Regions from separate parts of the Sus scrofa genome. Here regions 2 and 3 are each linked to region 1. The links are chromatin contacts, called in public Hi-C and HiChIP or PLAC-seq maps. All regions are on one chromosome and are shown on one strand. Each heading gives the region's core, a stretch centred on a gene start, on an enhancer-like site or on the middle of the called end of the contact. The rest is flanking DNA. Distances are from core to core; before and after follow the strand shown.

Region 1 (3,646 bases), core at 619-3,118:
ACCACAGTTCACAGCAACACCAGATCCTTAACCCACTGAGTGAGGCCAGAGATTGAACCCACAACCTCATGGTTCCTAGTCAGATTCGTTTCCACTGTGCCACCATGACGGGAACCCCTTAAATGTGATTTTTAATCACATTTTAATAAACGTGATATTTAAAATACTGAAAAGTGGAATTCCCGTGGTGGCGCAGTGGTTAATGAATCTGACTAGGAACCATGAGGTTGCGGGTTCGATCCCTGCCCTTGCTCAGTGGGTTAATGATCCGGCGTTGCCATGAGCTGTGGTGTAGGTCACAGACATGGCTCGGATCCTGCGTTGCTGTGGCTCTGGTGTAGGCTGGCAGCTACAGCTCCGATTCGACCCCTAGCCTGGGAACCTCCATATGCCGAGGGAGCGGCCCAAGAAATGGCAAAAAGACAAAAAAAAAAAAAAACTGAAAAGTGAAATACATTAATATTTGGAAGATCTACATTACTCAGAAAACCAGTATTTTCCAAATGGTTTCAGATTTCCCATTGCAACTAACCTTAAAGAAACTACCATTTAGAGTTCCCTTGTGGAGCAGTGGGTTAAGGGCCTGGTGTGTCACTGTAGTGGCCCCAATTGCTTCTGTGGCAATGGTTTGATCCCTGGCCTGGGGAACTTCCACATGTTGTGGGTGAGGCCAAAAAAGAAAAAGAAAAAAAAATTACAATTTGATGAGTTTTGCTAGTATACAATAAGAGTATCCACAATTATCGAAGGCTAAAGATACTTCTCCCTTGTCATCTATGTACCTGTGTAAGACCAGATTTTCTTCATTTCCTAGTCCAAAACAAAATCACAAGAGAGAATGGGGAAGCTAATACAAGAATTCAGCTGTCTTCTATTATGCCAAACATGAAAGAGATTTGCAAAATGGTAATAGAATAACATTCTACTCGATAATTTTTTTGGGTTTTGGAAAGTGTAGTTATATTTCATAAAATAAATTACGTTCACATGTAATGGTTTGTTATTAGTTTTAGGTGAATAGATACGTTTTTCTAATTTCTCAGTTTTAATTTCTAATCCGGTGAACATCCCACATAAACAAAAGCTCTTTGGGGTCCTTAAATATTTGTAAGAATGTAAAGGGATCCTGAGACCAACAAGTTTGAGAAAAGCTGCTTTGGGGTACGTGGACCTTACCTTATGAGATTTCTCCACCTTACAGAAGAGGAACTTAAGACATAAAGATTTAAGATCACACGGTCAGCGTAGTGCTGGTCATTGTACCCAGGTCTTTAAACTCCAGAGCTCGTATTTGCGACTGCAACTTTTCCCTTGATATTAGCTTTTCTAAAATTATTTTTAAGCAGATAGTTAAAAGGCATTTCAACAACATAAACATCGTAGTCAATGTATTTTTCTTTCTTACTAACTGGCTGGACGATCTTTCCTAGGGCTTGCTCCGCAAGTGAAACCGGTGTTTGCTGCAAAGTCCTCAGCCGGTTTTCGCTCCGACAATCTGGTCTTCGAATCTGAGTTGGTGTTTCCTTGGTAAAGCCGGGGAACTGGAGCCAGGGTTCACATGGGGACTCGCCCAGGCTCAGCGAGGTTCCCACGCTTTGGACTCTGCCACACTCTAGACCGCTGATCATCCCTTCACACTCTGCCCCGGGACCCACTTTGGGATGTTTCGGGGTTGTTCCTTGGCCACTGATTGGCTGGGCCTGACAACGATGGGTGGGATGCGGCTCTGGATTGGACGTCAGAGCCTCTTGTCTCCCCACGCCCACGTCCACCCTGCAGCCTCCCAGGGGAGAGGTAGGAATAGCTACTCCAGCAGTGGCCAGCGCTGGGCGGAGCGCACCGCCGGGGCGAGGCTGCCACTGAGAGCCCGGGCCTGCGGGGCGGGGCGTCTGGGCACCCGGGATTGGCGCGCCGGCAACTTTCTCCCGTCGTGCATCGGGGCGCCGGCAGCTCACCCGGAAGGAGAAGCCGGGACTCTGACTATATGTTGGGCTGTCAGCGGTGTCGTTGTGGGGAGTGGGCGCTGCTTTCAGGTGAGGGGGAGTGGGCGGGTCCGCGGGGAGTGGGTGCTGCTGTCAGGTGAAGGGGCGTGGGCTCTGGTCTTAGGTAAGGCCTGCAGGCTTGAGCGTCAGCAGTGGCGCTTAGGGTGGGGACCTTGCTGGACATCCTGAGGAAGGAACCGACTCCTCTCCAGAGATGAAGGCAGGGCTAGCTCAGTATCCGAGGAAGGAAACCGGCTTTTCCACTTATTTATAAAGTGTAAAGCATCTTTCCTTCCCACTCCTCAGGCTTAGTAGGCAAAAGGGAGTAAGGACTATGTGGCCTTTTTTGCTCCTAGTTCGTTAGGAACACAGGGGGTGTGGCCGGAGTAAAAGTTTGGAGACTTTTAGCCAAACGCTAGGACTAAGACTAATGACACATATTTTACGAGGACCCAGAAGACTCTTGCACTAGATTGTGGTCGCCTTTGTGTCTCAGCTTGCAAGTGGAGAGAGTGGCAAGTTGCAGATCACCAAAAGATGGAGCATAGCTGCTTGGTTGAGAACAGGCAGAGCTTGGTCAGACAGGAGAGCTCCTTCTACCACCTGTGAGTGTTTCTCCGAAGCAGAGTTTTTGAGTTGCCATCTGGCACCAAGAGCTGAAGGCTGAGTAAGCAAGGATGAGCGTCTTGGTGGCTCAGTATACTTTTTATCACCTGATTTTTTTTTCTTAACCTGTCTCTTGAAGTAGTTTAAATCTGAGGGAAAATGGTGGAGTTAAAGCCTTGAATTGCTACCTTGAATTGTTGAGGCATTGGAAAGCTTTACAAGGAATCTACCCTATAAACAAACTGGGTTTTCCTTGGAGGTCCTGGGAAAAGCAAAGGAAAACTTCAAATGTGATTGTAGGGTCGCAGGAAGCTACACTTCCTGGTGCTGGTGCCAAGTAAGTAGCTGAAACTATACTTAGTCAGATGACACATGGATCCATCTCCTAGATCATGGAGCTAAAATTAAGAACTTCCTTCTTCCCTCCAAGGGCTGAAATGAGCTTTATTTCCTCCTAAGGAGTGCACAGGGAGGAAGCTGATGGAGAATAGTAGTTGCTGAAAATTATTACTTGAAGTCTAGGTTTTTGTGGCCCCGTTGTTTCTAAGGAAAGTTACCATTGAAACTTTCTTAGTGCTTTGTGAACTTAGACTTAAGTTTATACCATCTTGGAGATCCTAGGATTTTTAAAGCCAGTTTATAGCTTTTAGTTTCTAAGTGGTATGATTCCCAAAGGAAAGGAGGGGAACTTGCTTTTGGAGGTGGTTCAGAGTCCTAGGCAAACTCTTCTTGAGCCTGAGAGTGATGACCATTAAGTTACTAAACTATGGTCCTGAATTTGGGAAACCTTTCAAGGCATTGTGGATGTTCGAGCTCTTCTGAGTGTGTGGATTTCCTTGTTAGCATCTCTCCTGTTGTTCCTTTTGTAGGAAAAACGGTTCAGTGTATTTAACTGTCTGCTCCTGTGCTGGTAATTAACCAATGCCTGAAAAGAGAAAAGAAAAGATGTTTCGTTTTAATATGAGGAGATTAGTTGTTCACAGTGAGTTGGCCTGCCTTTTTGGGTCACAGCCACTTGACTGCTTACATGCAGGACTGCTTACATGCATCAGTGGCCA
Region 2 (3,646 bases), core at 669-3,168, 450 kb after region 1:
TCCATTCTGCTTCCTCGTCCCTGGACTCGAAGGGGCAAGGAACTCCAGCAGACTCGCCACCTTTTCTACCTCCCCCACCGCTCTTTCTCCCCCTCTCTTTCTAACTGCCTCTCATCCCATCCCTACCCCGCTCACCGACCTGCGGGCGATCCGACCCCGGAGGCCAGGACGGAGAAGGCGGCCGTGGGAGACGTGGCGGATTGGCTGGGTTTCTTGGCGGATTTCTTCTCTTTCATCCAGGGGAACTCGGGGGCCAGGGGGGTGGCCGGGAGCGGCGGCGGAGGCGGCGGCAGAGCCGGCCCATCTTCGGCTCGCTTTTGGCTCCCGGGTCTCTGAAGGGTGGAGGCGCCGGGCTGGAGGCTGGGGAAGGTTTGCTCGAAAGGAGGAGGAGAAGGAATTAATGTCGACTCCTTGATTGATGAAGTTTGAAATGTCTCCAAGACAGCGGGGAAGGAAGTCAGACACTCGGCGAGCGATGGCTGGCTGTTTATAAACCCAATCTCCCTCTCAAATTCAAAATTCATGGCTTTCAATGGTGGGGGAGGGGGCCTGTTGGGGGGGCGTCAGGAGGGAGGATCGGAAGGGACCCCCCCTCCTGCCCCCCCCAGGTTTGTGTGATGGAGCGATTTTGGGAAGGGACGATTTTGATCTCTCTCTCTTTTTTTTAAAATTTTGGGCCTTTATAATTGTATATTGCTGATAAATACAAGCGTATGGGGACTCTCTCTATAAAACCCAGGACTCCAGCAAAATTGCAGGGAATTCGTGGTCACGGGACCGGCCTTGGCCAATCGCTCGTCTGGGCCTGGTGGAAAACAGAGAGCATTATTTGCTTTAATTGATTCAAAAACTCTAGAGGACCATGACCTGGACATCATGAGCCCCCCAGTCCTACGCTCCCTCTCCCTCATGCCTCCCTTTCTCCAGAAAAGCTAAAGGAACCTTCCCCTCCTCCCCTTCAGAGGATGGGATGTTCTGGAAAGGAAAACAAGGGAACCTAGGGGAGAAATCTTCCTCTTTCCCAAATATTTTAAATAGAGTAAATCGAGGCTTTCTTTACAAGGCCAGGAGCATTCCCTTCCCCTGCCCCCTCCCCCCAAAGAGTGAGGATCTGAATGTGGGAGGAAGAGGTGGTAGAAGGAGGCTTTTTTCCCTTTGGGAAAGGTCCCTGTTAGCAGTGCAATAAGGACAGAGAAGAGATTTACAATCATCAGCATCACTGTCCCCGTCCCACCCACTCCCCCCAAAAGCAACAGATAAATCTTGGAAAATCGACAAGCACTCCTAGGCTGACACAGAGGAGTGAGATAGATAGTGAGGGGCCCTTTTGGGCCTCTAGCCTACAAAGCTGTGTGGTCTCAGCTCCCTTGTCTGCCCAGTGTTTGCAGCACTGCCCCTGCCCCCAGGTCTACCCGCTCTCCTCACCTGGAGGTTTCCGCCCTCCCCTATGACCCCCCCCCCAACCAACAGGGTCTAAAATGCCTAGACACCCACTCAAGCTTCTGGCCTGAATCTGCCTCTATATTCCAGGAATGGGAATAAGAACCAAGGTAGCCACGGATTTAAGTTTAGAAAACTCTCAAACCTCAGGTCAAGGGGGGGGGCTCCCCCCTAGGACTCCCATCCTATTTTTGCCATTGTGCTCATTAATTAATTATTAATCAACATCCCTGATGTGACAGTCTTCCCTGAACATGGAGGTGGTGGGCAAATGATGACCACTGAGATGATATTCCATTTCTGGCCCCTGGGGGGAATTTTGTTGTTGTTGTTGTCATTTATTTCTTTTCAGAGGATGGGGTGCGTATGCGCTTTCGGGAGCGCTGTCGTTTACCAGAGGGAAGGTCCACAAGACTTCCGGCCCCAAGCCTTTGGTGGGAAACTAGATCTCAAAGCAGAAAATGAAAAGTCGATCTGGGGTAAGATTTTTAAATAAGTGGGTCAGAGGGACCGAGGGGAGATGAGGCGATCAATCTTAGCCCCCTGACAGCTCGCTCTGATGGCATCAAAGAATTTGGCTCTTTGGGAAAGCCGAGGGAACAGCCGAAATTCCACATCCCTTGAAAAGGCCTGGGGGGTGGGGGGTGTGAAGCAAAAGAGAAAGGTGATGCTGGGCGCGCCGGGAAACAGATGGGAAATGGGGACCGCGGAAGGGCGCTGGGCTGGGTGGAAAGTTTGCCGGGAGAACTCCCACGGCTCGGGCCTCCCCTCCCCCTCCCTGCTCGCTGCCGCCTGCCCGGCGAGGAGGAGGCCAAGCCTGGTTAGCAGAGAAATGGCAACTCCGGCCCGGGCAGCGGGAGCTAGAAAGTTTCTGTCACTGTAAGAGCCGAGTGGGTGGTGGTGAGTATTCCTCCGCGTGGGTGGTGTGACTCATGAAACAGGACAGAGAACGCTGAGGAGCAGGGTGGGGGTGGGAGCCAGGCAGGATGAAAACAGGGGAGCTGGAGGTGGGGGCTCCGGGGGGCCAGGGGGTGGCTGGCTCTGGAGGGCTCAGATCCAAGCGAGCTGCTCTGAAAAACGGGGCAAACCAGCCAGAAACGGTCGGTCGTGTCCCGCTCGGCTCCCAAGAAAGTGATTTTTGCCATGTGGAAGTGGGGATGGGGGTGGGAGTGGGGAGCAGGCAGAGAAGAAGCCCAAGAGCAGTTGTCTGGCCACTTGTGCAGTGAGGCCTGAGACGGTTCTCCCTCAGGCCACCCCCTCGAGAAGCCCTGGAAGGTTTTTTTGTTTTGTTTTGTTTTTTCACAGCCTCTCCAGCTGGCTGCAAGGTCTAAGGCTTCTCTCCGGCTGTTCCTGCAGGAAATACAGCCCTCTCTAACCCTGCTGACAGATTTTACGGCCAGATTAGAGAACAGCAGAAAACTTGGGTGTTAAAAGGGGCCAAGGGAACCCTCCTTCCCAGAGACGCCCCCTTCCCCGCCCCCCTGTTGTGCTGTGAATCTTAGAGCCCTGATATTTCCCCCAGGACCCTGGCTGCTTAGCTAGGGCCTGACATCTCTCAGAGAGAAGGGTAGGGGGACACCGAGCCAAGGCACCCCTTATTCTTCTTCATGTTTGCAATTCCAGTTTCAAGCCAAAAGCTCTGTTTTTCAAACTCTAAATTTCAGAGCTTAATTCTCTGACTTGGCCTGCCTCTCTCCGCTAGGTAAATAATCAATCCTCTTAACCCCCAGAGCCAAACATGGTGCTTCATCTACTTACATTATTCAGAAAATGTTATTCAGGGTAGAGGAGGAGAGAGAGAAAGACAGAAGGAAAGAGAAACCCTTGAGCGTTATTTGATCCCAATCAAACTTTGCACGCTCTTATGCCTTTAAATTATAGCCTGAACCAATGCTAAATTGCTTGCTGCTTGGATGAGCCCAGTCCAGTTAAAATCCTACTTGGCGGCGGTGGTGGTAGTGAGGAGGGTGTAGAATTCAGGTTGCTTTTTTATTGTTATTTATTGTTGCATAAGGACTGTAATTACTAACCTTGGACTGCCAGGATGCAACATAAAAATGAAAATCAGCCCTCGCTTTAAGGCTGAGGCCCTGGAACGATTCTCTCACCGACACCCCCCCCCCCCCCGTCACTACCACCAAATATATGCTCCTAATTAAGCAATGCGGGTGCATCGCTTACAATTAGAATTATGCAACTCTTCAGC
Region 3 (3,646 bases), core at 750-3,249, 260 kb before region 1:
ACAGTGGTTAACGAATCCGACTAGGAACCATGAGGTTGCGGGTTCGGTCCCTGGCCTTGCTCAGTGGGTTAAGGATCTGGCGTTGCCGTGAGCTGTGGTGTAGGTTGCAGACGCGGCTCGGATCCTGCGTGGCTGTGGCTCTGGCATAGGCCGGCAGCTACAGCTCTGATTAGACCCCTAGCCTGGGAACCTCCACATGCCGCGGGAGCGGCCCAAGAAACACCAAAAAAAAAAAAAATCAAACTTCTACATGAAGTTTCATTTGAAAAAATTTACTCCTATTGAAAAAAATTTACAGAACACTGTAAATCAACTCTAATAAAAAATGTGGTGGGGGGATTCCCGCTGTGGCTCAGCGGAAGCAAATCCAGCTAGTATCCAGGAAGAGGCGGTTTTGATCCCAGGCCTTGCTCAGTGGGTCGGGGATCCAGTGTTGCTGTGAGCTGTGGTGCAGGTCACAGATGTGGCTTGGATCCTACTTTACTGTGGCCGTGGTGTAGGCCAGCAGCTACAGCTCCAATTCGACCCTTAGCCTGGGACCTTCCATATGCCCAGGGCATGGCCCTAAAAAAAAAAAAAAAAAAAAAGTTTAAACCACTGCCCTATTTCTGGGCCAGGAGAGATCCAAAGATGGCCACATTTGGGACCTCCTTCCAGACTGTGGACATGGGGCCAGGAGAGAGGAGGGGCAGGGACAGCCTCCCTGGAGATGATAAAGTAGGCCCAAAGTGGGCAGCGCCTATGAACCAGACTTGGGAAGATGGCCCGGGTCAGGTCTTAGCCCCAAATTACTGGTGTACGGAGGGGACGAGGGAAGGCAGGGTCCACACCTGAGCAGATCCATGCCCAGCAGGGCTTCCCCCTCGCCAACTGGCTCCTTGGTCCACACCGCCTCGTTGCCAATGCAGACACCATGCTCATTGGCGCCCATCTCAGCCCCCCACAGCCAAGAAGGGCGGCTCAGGATCACAGCATGGGTCTTTGGCACCTGTTCCACCTCGATGTAGGTGCACTGGAGATAAGGGAGGAGAGAGAGAGGGTCCACTCAGAAAGGGGGAGTACCTACGAAGTGGGGACCTGGTGCGCATCACTTTCCACAGCCCTTTGAGGAAGCACTTATTATTCCCGTTTTCCAGATGAGCAAACTGAGATCCAGAGGCTAAATTATAGGTTAGTTCCCAATTGCTAGACTCAAAGCTCATGCTTCTTTCACCACATCTGGCAGCTTTCCAGGAGTGGGGAGCAGAGAAGGAAGGTCTTAGAAGAATGCCTAGTTCTGCCAGAGCACCCAGCATCCTATAAGGCCTAACCCACCTGGAGCCGGCTTCCAGGGGCGTGAGTGCCTGCTGGGACAAACACCACTTCCTGCACCTCATCCCGGGGTCGGTCCGAGTTCTTGGCAAAGATCACGGCGGGAATGGCTGAGGCTGGGGGCACTGAGACAAAGCAGTCGCAGGAACATGGGGTGTCAGGGCTCCACGATGCCATCTGGGGGGAGGTGGGGATGAGTATGTCCCTCTCAAGCCACCTCTCCACCGTCCTGGCCGGGGCGCAGTCCTAGAAGCCCCTCTCCCAACTTGAGCAGACACTCAGGGAAGACACCGCCGTAGGATTCTGGACGCTCAGCACCGCACGCACACTAGATGCTCAAGCGTGCGCTAACAGAGACACCCACTCTCTCCCCAAGCTTCAGGATCGGGAGTTCTCAGACATGCGCCGACCGCACGCCCCAAAGGCCCTGCCAAGACGGGGGTCTTGGCCCTTTGAGACTGTCGCGGGAGCTTTTTCCGCGCTACCCACCCCCCTCCAAGAGTCCCACGCCCCTCTTCTGTCCACCCTTTCTCGCTGCTCCAGTACTGTACGCCCCTCACCCTCTCTCCCTCCAAGATCTCCAGCTTAGTCCTGAGAGCCATTGCCTCGGCTTCGAGTCAGGTCGGTCCCAAGGGGCGGAGGCTCCTAGGTGACCTGGAAGGCTTTGGACCTGGGGGCGGAGCCGGAAACGGATCTGCAGTTCCTCCGTTTTCCACCAGGGTGCGCGCCAGCACCGCTTTTTGGAGCGAGGCGACCCTCCAAGTGTTGCAGGCCGCCTACCTGCGCTATCCGAGCGTCACTTCCAGGCCGGATAAAAGCCACAACGAAGCTGCGAGCTCTTCCAATGGGGTCCTGCCGGGAGCGGGAGGTGGGGGTGGCAAGGTAACCACATGAAAAGGGAAGAAGGAAAAACCTGGCTGATTTGTTAGAGACCAGGGACTGCTGGGCCATCTGGAGATGAAGGAGAAACCTCAGCTATTTGCATCTTGGTTTGAATTCCAAAAGCACAATTCCAGGTGGTTGCCCCCACCCCCGCCTCAACCCTCCTCCCCTGTTCCTCCTACTCCCCGCCATCACCCACCTCCCACTCCCAACCCCTTGGAAATAAGATCTATAAGAGTGGTCCCAGGCCAAGAGGTGTTAGAATAATTTAAGAATAATGCATTTTTTAAAAAGCACAAGTGCAGAAAATCCTTCTGACCCCCAAAAGGCCAGTTCTGCCTCCGAGTGCTCAAACAAACCATTGGAAGTTAGCTTTAAAAGGAAATTTGGGCATTTCCTTCATGGCTCAGTGGAAGTGAAACTGACTAGCATCCATGAGGCTGTTCGATCCCTGGCCTTGCTCAGTGCGTTAAGGATTTGGAGTTGCCATGAGCTGTGGCATAGGTCGCAGACGGTGGTTCAGATCACGCCTTGCTGTGGCTGTGGTGTAGGCCAGCAACTACAGCTCGGATTCATCCCCTAGCCTGGGCACCTGCATATGCCACACGTGTGGCTCTAAAAAGCCAAAAAAAAAAATTTAAAAATTAAAAAATAAAAAACAATAAAAGGAAATTTGGAAATTTCTAGTCTAAAGATTTGATGCCTTTACATCTAGTGAAACTGAAACAGCAAAGGAGAAGTCCGGCCAAGAGGGCACATATATTTGTGTGGAGGTAGACTCCGAGCCCAGATTTTCTGCTTTCCTGGTCATTTTTCCTCTATAAACCATCTCTATCACCAGCCTTTTTTTATAACAATTTTTTTTTTTTTTTTTTTTTTTGTCTTTTTGCCATTTCTTGGGTCGCTCCCAGGCTAGGGGTCTAATCGGAGCTGTAGCTGCCAGCCTACGCCAGAGCCACAGCAACGCGGGATCTGAGCCGTGTCTGCAACCTACACCACAGCTCACGGCAACGCCGGATCGTTAACCCACTGAGCAAAGGCAGGGATCGAACCTGCACGCAACCTCATGGTTCCTAGTCGGATTCGTTAACCACTGCGCCACGACGGGAACTCCTCTATCACCAGCCTTTAAGCAAATGCATCTCACACCCTTTTGCTCTATGGAGCCCTCCAGGAACGGGGGGAGGGGAGACACTGCAGATTACATACTTCCCCCACCCACATCCAGACTGTCAATCAGGGCTGCTGCTCAGAGCCCTGGCCACAGCTTCCCAGCCTCTGGTCATTCCAGGGATGAGACTGAAGGCAGAGGCCGAGGCTTCCCCAGGAGGCAGGCTGTGGGCAGGTGTGCTGGGTGATGGCCTGGGGAAAGACACCAAGTAAAGTTCTTGGGGCCTCTGAAATCTGAGGTATTTTCTGATTGTCTCTAGATAAATAAGGCTGATTCCCAAGA

The links. A called contact is a pair of places that touch in the nucleus more often than the background predicts. HiChIP or PLAC-seq counts read pairs in DNA pulled down with a chosen protein or histone mark.
Region 2: a contact with region 1 is called in an H3K27ac HiChIP or PLAC-seq map of skeletal muscle, with 3 times the contacts expected there. The contact joins the promoter of HOXB2 here to the promoter of SNX11 in region 1. A contact is called at or near these places in 1 of 47 Hi-C or Micro-C datasets (embryonic fibroblasts) and 1 of 2 datasets of contacts at active chromatin or transcription factors (skeletal muscle).
Region 3: a contact with region 1 is called in a Hi-C map of liver, with 4 times the contacts expected there. The contact joins the promoter of SCRN2 here to the promoter of SNX11 in region 1. A contact is called at or near these places in 3 of 47 Hi-C or Micro-C datasets (embryonic fibroblasts, liver and retroperitoneal adipose tissue) and 1 of 2 datasets of contacts at active chromatin or transcription factors (alveolar macrophages).

The regions. Positions count from the first base shown.
Region 1 is chr12:24,349,412-24,353,057 of Sscrofa11.1, forward strand. It overlaps SNX11 (sorting nexin-11), which reads left to right and starts at 1,869. Exons shown (of 7, transcript XM_021067103.1): 1 at 1,869-2,033. It overlaps CBX1 (chromobox protein homolog 1), which reads right to left and starts at 1,646. Exons shown (of 5, transcript XM_021067108.1): 1 at 1,410-1,646.
Region 2 is chr12:24,798,581-24,802,226 of Sscrofa11.1, forward strand. It overlaps HOXB2 (homeobox protein Hox-B2), which reads right to left and starts at 1,919. Exons shown (of 2, transcript XM_003131546.4): 1 at 140-1,919. The coding sequence starts at 524. LOC106505099 (a long non-coding RNA gene) reads left to right here and starts at 1,926. Exons shown (of 5, transcript XR_002337153.1): 1 at 1,926-2,340.
Region 3 is chr12:24,093,164-24,096,809 of Sscrofa11.1, forward strand. SCRN2 (secernin-2) reads right to left here and starts at 2,000. Exons shown (of 8, transcript XM_003131533.4): 1 at 1,872-2,000; 2 at 1,315-1,488; 3 at 831-1,012. The coding sequence starts at 1,913.